2 separate regions of the Mus musculus genome follow, and region 1 is linked to region 2. Evidence: chromatin contacts called from public HiCAR-type data. All regions are on one chromosome and are shown on one strand. The core of a region is the stretch at or near the end of the contact, and the rest is flanking DNA. Distances in the headings are between cores, read along the strand shown.

Region 1 (2,733 bases), core at 1-2,500, 830 kb after region 2:
GTAGTTGTCCTGGTTAGTTCTCATTGGTTACTTGATGCAACCTCAAGTGGCCTGGAAAGAGGGAACCTCAATTTCAGAACTGCCTCAATCAGATTGGCCTGTGGCCATGACTGTGAGAGATTGCCTTGGTTGATGATGAATGTGAGAGGGCCTTGCCCACTGTGGGTGGCACCGTCCCTAGGCTGATAGGCCTGGGTTGTGTACAAAAGCAGGGTGAGCATGAGCCAGTGTCCCCAGGTTTCCCTGTCTCGAGTCCCTGCCCTAACTTCCCTCAAGGATAGAAGTGACCTAGAAGTGTAATAAGCAAAATTAACCCATCCTCCAAGCTGCTTTTGTTCAGTGCTGTTACAACAAGAGGGAAGTACCTAAGACAATAGTGAAGCCAATCCAACTGTATGAGGCAGAGATCACAAATGCTTTTCTAATGGAGAGTATGTATATAAAGCTCTTCCAAGGCCTGCTGGGAAGCGGCATGGCTAAGATTTGTCGCGCCTTGAGGGAAGCACCCCTCAACTGTGCAGCATATGGTAACATGGCAGAAGCAACATGAGCAGGGAGAGCCCTTGGCCTGGAGGTTAGGAACAAGTCCCGGCCGTGCTTCTGTGTGGGTGAGCTTGAGCAATTCACCTGAGTTTCACTTTGCATTGTAGTCGTAATTAAAGGAATTTAAGTACATCAAGTACCCAAAACAGTTCTTGACAAAGCTCTTAATTAGCATTAATTACTGCCATCATCAACATTTTCACAGCGCCGGCCCTGGGAAGAGGGTGGATCCCGAATCAGGTGATAGATCACTGCAAGGAGACTCACCCAGCAGGACAGACTGGCTTGGCAAAATATCTGGTTTGGACAATTATAGGATCCTCACAGAGACCAAACTAAGCAGCAGGAGTAGTTGTGGTAGTCTGGGTGTTACACTGACACTTTAAAGAAGTCCTGGGGCAACTGACTTATTCCAAAGAGTCCCAGACAGGGGGCTGCTGGAAGACAGATGAATAGGAAGACAAGCCTGTAAAAAAAGCAGTACAGGAGAACTTCACTCTAGTCCTGAGGAGACAAACTGAGGCAGGAGATGGTCTGAAGTAGGTCCTCACAGCATGGAAGGTCAGCTAAAAGGGCAGAAAAGCAGCTGTGACAAGGGAGACCTGGCAGGTTCTCAAAGCTCTCCTGTAAACTGGGAGCTAATTACAAGCTTGATGGGGCTGAGCCTAAGTTCTTGCTGGAGCATCCGTGGCCTTCAGTGACTCATTGTGAGCCTCAGTGTGAGCTGTCCTCTGTCAGAGCACAGCTCCTAACAGTATGATCATCTGGTGTTCTGGAGATGCAGTCAGGACACTGCAGTCTGCAGTACACAGGAACACGGGGTGGGGGTGGGGGGTGGGGGGGGTGGGGGTGGGGGGTGGGGGGGGGTGGGGGGGTGGGGGGGGGGAGGGGTTACATTTCTCAACAGTAACAAGGGCCTGGATTTAGAAGAAAAAGACTTTCCTTATCTGCCTGGGATGTATGTGTAGTCTATTCTTGGAAAAGAGAGCTCCTAGGTTTATACCAGCTGTCTCCTTAGTTTTATAACAATTGCTGAAGCTAAACAAAATGGCAAGGTTGAAGTCTGAGAATAAACAAAGCCCCTTGGCGTGCAGAGTTTGTGAAATTTCCCAAATAGTTTACCAAATATGAGAAACTCTGGACTCAATGGGTTTTTGTTTTGTTTTGATTTAATTTAGAAGCAACTCTGAAAGCCTATTAGAAACTGTATTGGTAGCAGCCTGGAAGTTTGAATTTCAAATTTCCTGCCATTTTTCTTTTTCTACTTATTTTAGAGGCATGAACTACTCCTATAGAGGAAAAAAAAAGCTCAAATAGATGGCAATTTTTCTGTACTTCAGAGAGATTTTTCTAATTGCTTCTGAGGTTTGTTTGTTTGTTTGTTTGAAAATCTCTTTAGGCTATCGCTTAAAGTATCTGGTATATATATATATATATATATATATATAGCTTCACAGTCTTGATCTGTGCCTTTTTAAGACCTTTTTGGATCTTTTGGTTTATATTATCTATGAGTCAAGTGCCTATTGAAGCCACCTGACTTAAAGGGCATGCTGTAAGAATTTAGCAACAACTCAACTTTGAAACGAGTTTCCTAAATGAATAGAAATGAGGACATGGCTGTTCACAGTACAGGTGAGGAGAAGACTGTTGTAGACACGAGGGAGAAGACCTCAGCCAGAGGCATCTGGAAGGATCTAACTGAACTAGGCATTGCGAGGAGGGAAAGGGGCAGATCGAGAGAGAAAGAGATGAGAGAGGGCAAGCAGACCAAGAGAGAAGCCAAGACTAAGGAGCGCACGCCTGAACTGGCAGGTTTATAAAGGCAAGAGAAATTGGGAAGGGAAGCAAAGTCCCGCCCCTGGGCTGGACAGGTTTGGGCTAGGGGGCGGGGTGACAAGCGCTGGGAGGAGCAACAGGGACCGAGCGAGACTTGTCCCGGGTTTCTTTGGGATCTGACACTAAAGGAAGCCATTCTATTGATCTTTTACTCCAATAGTTAACAACAGCAATAACCAGTCATTTTATTTCTCTAATATGAAAGGGTGCGAATGACAGATTTGCTTCTGTTAAGTGTTCATTGTCTAAAAACTTCAGAATAATCCACTGTACTCCTGATAATATGACTACATCCGAAATATCTCCCAACTTCCTCCTGCACAAAAGTTTGATTTTAGATGCAAGATCTGA
Region 2 (2,700 bases), core at 124-2,623:
GCAGACCCATCAGGAATGAAGGTATGGGTCAATCCTCCAGGAAAAGAGCCAAGACCTGCTGAGGTGCTGGCTGAAGGTGAAGGAAATACAGAATGGGTAGTAGAGGAAGGTAGTTATAAATACCAATTAAGGCCACGTAACCAGTTGCAGAAACGAGGATTATAAAGTAATATGAATGCCCATTGTAAATTTACTAATGCGTTTGCGATTGTACGAGGGATAGTTATATCATGTTAGGCGTATTTACAACCTTGTTATTGTTTCATGTGAACATGAGATATTATTTGTGTCAAGTTGACAAGGGGTGGATTGTAGTGGCTATTCCTGGTTGTCAACTTGACAATATTTGGAATGAACTACAATCCGGAATTGGAAGGCTCACCAGTGACCCTTATCTGGAGGCTTGGAGATCCTTATCTGGATCTTGGTTTGAAGATCTTGAGCCATAGTGGCTATGGATTCCAGAAGATTGAATCTCCGAGTTAAGGAACACACCTTTAATCTGGGCTATGCCTTTCATCTGGGATTAAAGGTGTGGTGGAACACACCTTTAATCTGGGCTACACCTTTTGCTGGAGACAATATAAGGACATTGGAAGAAGGGAGTCTAGCTCTTGCTCTTGCTCCTTCGCCTGCTTGCTGCGTGAGACTGAGTAACTGCTAGATCCTTGGACTTCCATTCACAGCTGCGACTGAACCATTGTTGGGAATTGGGCTGCCGACTGTAAGTCATCAATAAATTCCTTTACTATTTAGAAATTATCCATAAGTTCTGTGACTCTAGAGAACCCTGACTAATACACCACCTGTGTGGACGAGAACCTAGCTCTTCCTTCCTTGGGGAGTAGGATTGTGACTGTGTAACTCAAGTCTCTCTTTTCACGACTTTTACATGTGAGATTGACAGAATGACTGAATACATTGTTCATTCCTTATCTGGGACACTAACTGGTGCTTCCTCCCACCCCCTTTAAAATAAAAAACAAAAGACAGAAGTCTGCAAAAAGTCTCATGACTAAGCAAGTTAAAAGGATTCTAAGGAACGCCTCTCTAAGCTCTGCTTAAGTTCACTTATCAGTTATTTCTTGAGAGCAGAAGAGTGCAGCTATTTTATTGATCTTAGATGGCTGATTAAGTCTTCTTTCTGACAGATATAAGTAAAATTAATTTTTTAAAAATTCAATTATATTTGCTTATTTCGCGCGCGCGCGTGTGTGTGTGTGTGTGTGTGTGTGTGTGTCTTTGTGTATACACAAGCTTTTGGAGGACACACTTAGTCAGCAGACAGTTTGTAGGCATTGTTCTCCTCCACCAAGTGGTTTTTAGCATGGGAGGAAGGGTTGTCAGTCCTTTACCTGCTGAGCCCTCCTGCTGGCCTCATAAGAAGGTAAATTCTTACATGACAACAGCCAAATGGGTGGAGGTTTCTGAGGGCTCCACACTCTGCCAGTCAATCCAACACCAAGGACAGATTTGAAATGAAGACCAAAAAAACACATAGTAAGTAGAAAGCTATTTAGAAGGCAGAATTGAAAGGTTCATTTAAAGAGGAGACAAGAATGATGATGTTCAAGATTCTGAGAGGAGCCGGTGACCATCACTGAATGAGGGGATGCAAACAAACAAACAAACACTTCGGAGAGGACAGAGATGGAAGAGTTCAATTTCTAGCAGGCAGAATTGTAGGGACCTGGAAAGCTTCCAAATGGTAGTGCTGCCTTGGCTAAATGGGTCTAGAGCTTAGGGAAAGCCATTTAAGTTAAACACTCAGATTTGAGTCATTAACATTTAGGTGGTTGTTAAATTCACATAGGCCAACTCATGAAGGGGAATGAATTCACAGGGAAGTTAGAAGGTTAGTTTGGGAACCAATATGACATTTAGCTGAACCCAGGACATCTGCTTTGAACCAGGGAGTACGGGATGCAGTGAGTGGTCACAAGTCAGTAATGCTGCCTGGCTGGCTCCAGTTACTCTGTAAAGATTGTCCCACAGGTAAAAGTGTTTGCTGCAGAAGCCTCATGACCCAAATCTGATCCCCAGCACCCACACACCATGAGCACACATACAAGAATAAAGTGTCATAAAAATTAAAACCATCTGAGAATGACTCAATAGATTACTCTCAACCAGTTACAGAGCCTGCCACTGCATAAATCACATTGTGTAAATCGTCAGACTGGCCAGTGTGGATGAGCAGGCACATCCTCCTAGTTCTCAGGCTAGGGATTTTCAGCTTGAGGCTATGCCATCTGCAGCATCTTGTCAAGAAGTAAATTCCCCAATCAAGCAGAGGGACTGTTGAGTTTCTGAACCTGGGCAGAATTCCTTGGACATTTCTAGGCGGCCACAGCTGTAGCAAGGAGAAAGAAAGCACAGAAAGAATGAGAGAAGTGTCTGGGCAAGTGTTGCTGGGCTGGAGAAGTAAGTGAGAAAGACAAAGGGTAGTTTTCAGAAAATCTGCAACCTTGTGGAAGGCCAGTAATGAGGAAGAAAGCCATGAGAAAGACCTTCACAACAGAGGTTAGATTGAGAACTTCTGTCCCCTTTAGGATGAGGGCACATTGTTCTGGCCTTCCAAGGAATTGCCCCCTTGTCCAGGAAGATGACAGTAACCCACTCAGATGTTGTACTGTCTTGCAAACTAGTGCCAGCAGGCAGCCTGAGGACCCCCACCTTGCTCCAGCCTGTTTAGACTAG

Evidence for each region. HiCAR-type assays count read pairs that join an accessible place to other places.
Region 1: a contact with region 2 is called in a HiCAR-type map of embryonic stem cells, with 4 times the contacts expected there. The contact joins two enhancer-like sites. A contact is called at or near these places in 3 of 484 Hi-C or Micro-C datasets (cortical neurons and liver), 3 of 115 datasets of contacts at active chromatin or transcription factors (all in embryonic stem cells) and 1 of 9 other capture datasets (embryonic stem cells).

The regions. Positions count from the first base shown.
Region 1 is chr5:23,400,956-23,403,688 of GRCm38.p6, forward strand. All of the region lies in intron 1 of 5031425E22Rik (RIKEN cDNA 5031425E22 gene), which reads right to left. Among named protein-coding and RNA genes, the nearest start is that of 5031425E22Rik, 31 kb to the right of the region's middle. Within about 2 kb of position 1,251, at least 68 of the 459 cell types and tissues checked have an H3K27ac peak or open chromatin away from gene starts, as enhancers often do. A contact at or near this core is called in embryonic stem cells, where this site is marked.
Region 2 is chr5:22,571,713-22,574,412 of GRCm38.p6, forward strand. All of the region lies in intron 2 of Gm42225 (a long non-coding RNA gene), which reads right to left. Among named protein-coding and RNA genes, the nearest start is that of Gm42225, 17 kb to the right of the region's middle. Within about 2 kb of position 1,374, at least 12 of the 459 cell types and tissues checked have an H3K27ac peak or open chromatin away from gene starts, as enhancers often do. A contact at or near this core is called in embryonic stem cells, where this site is marked.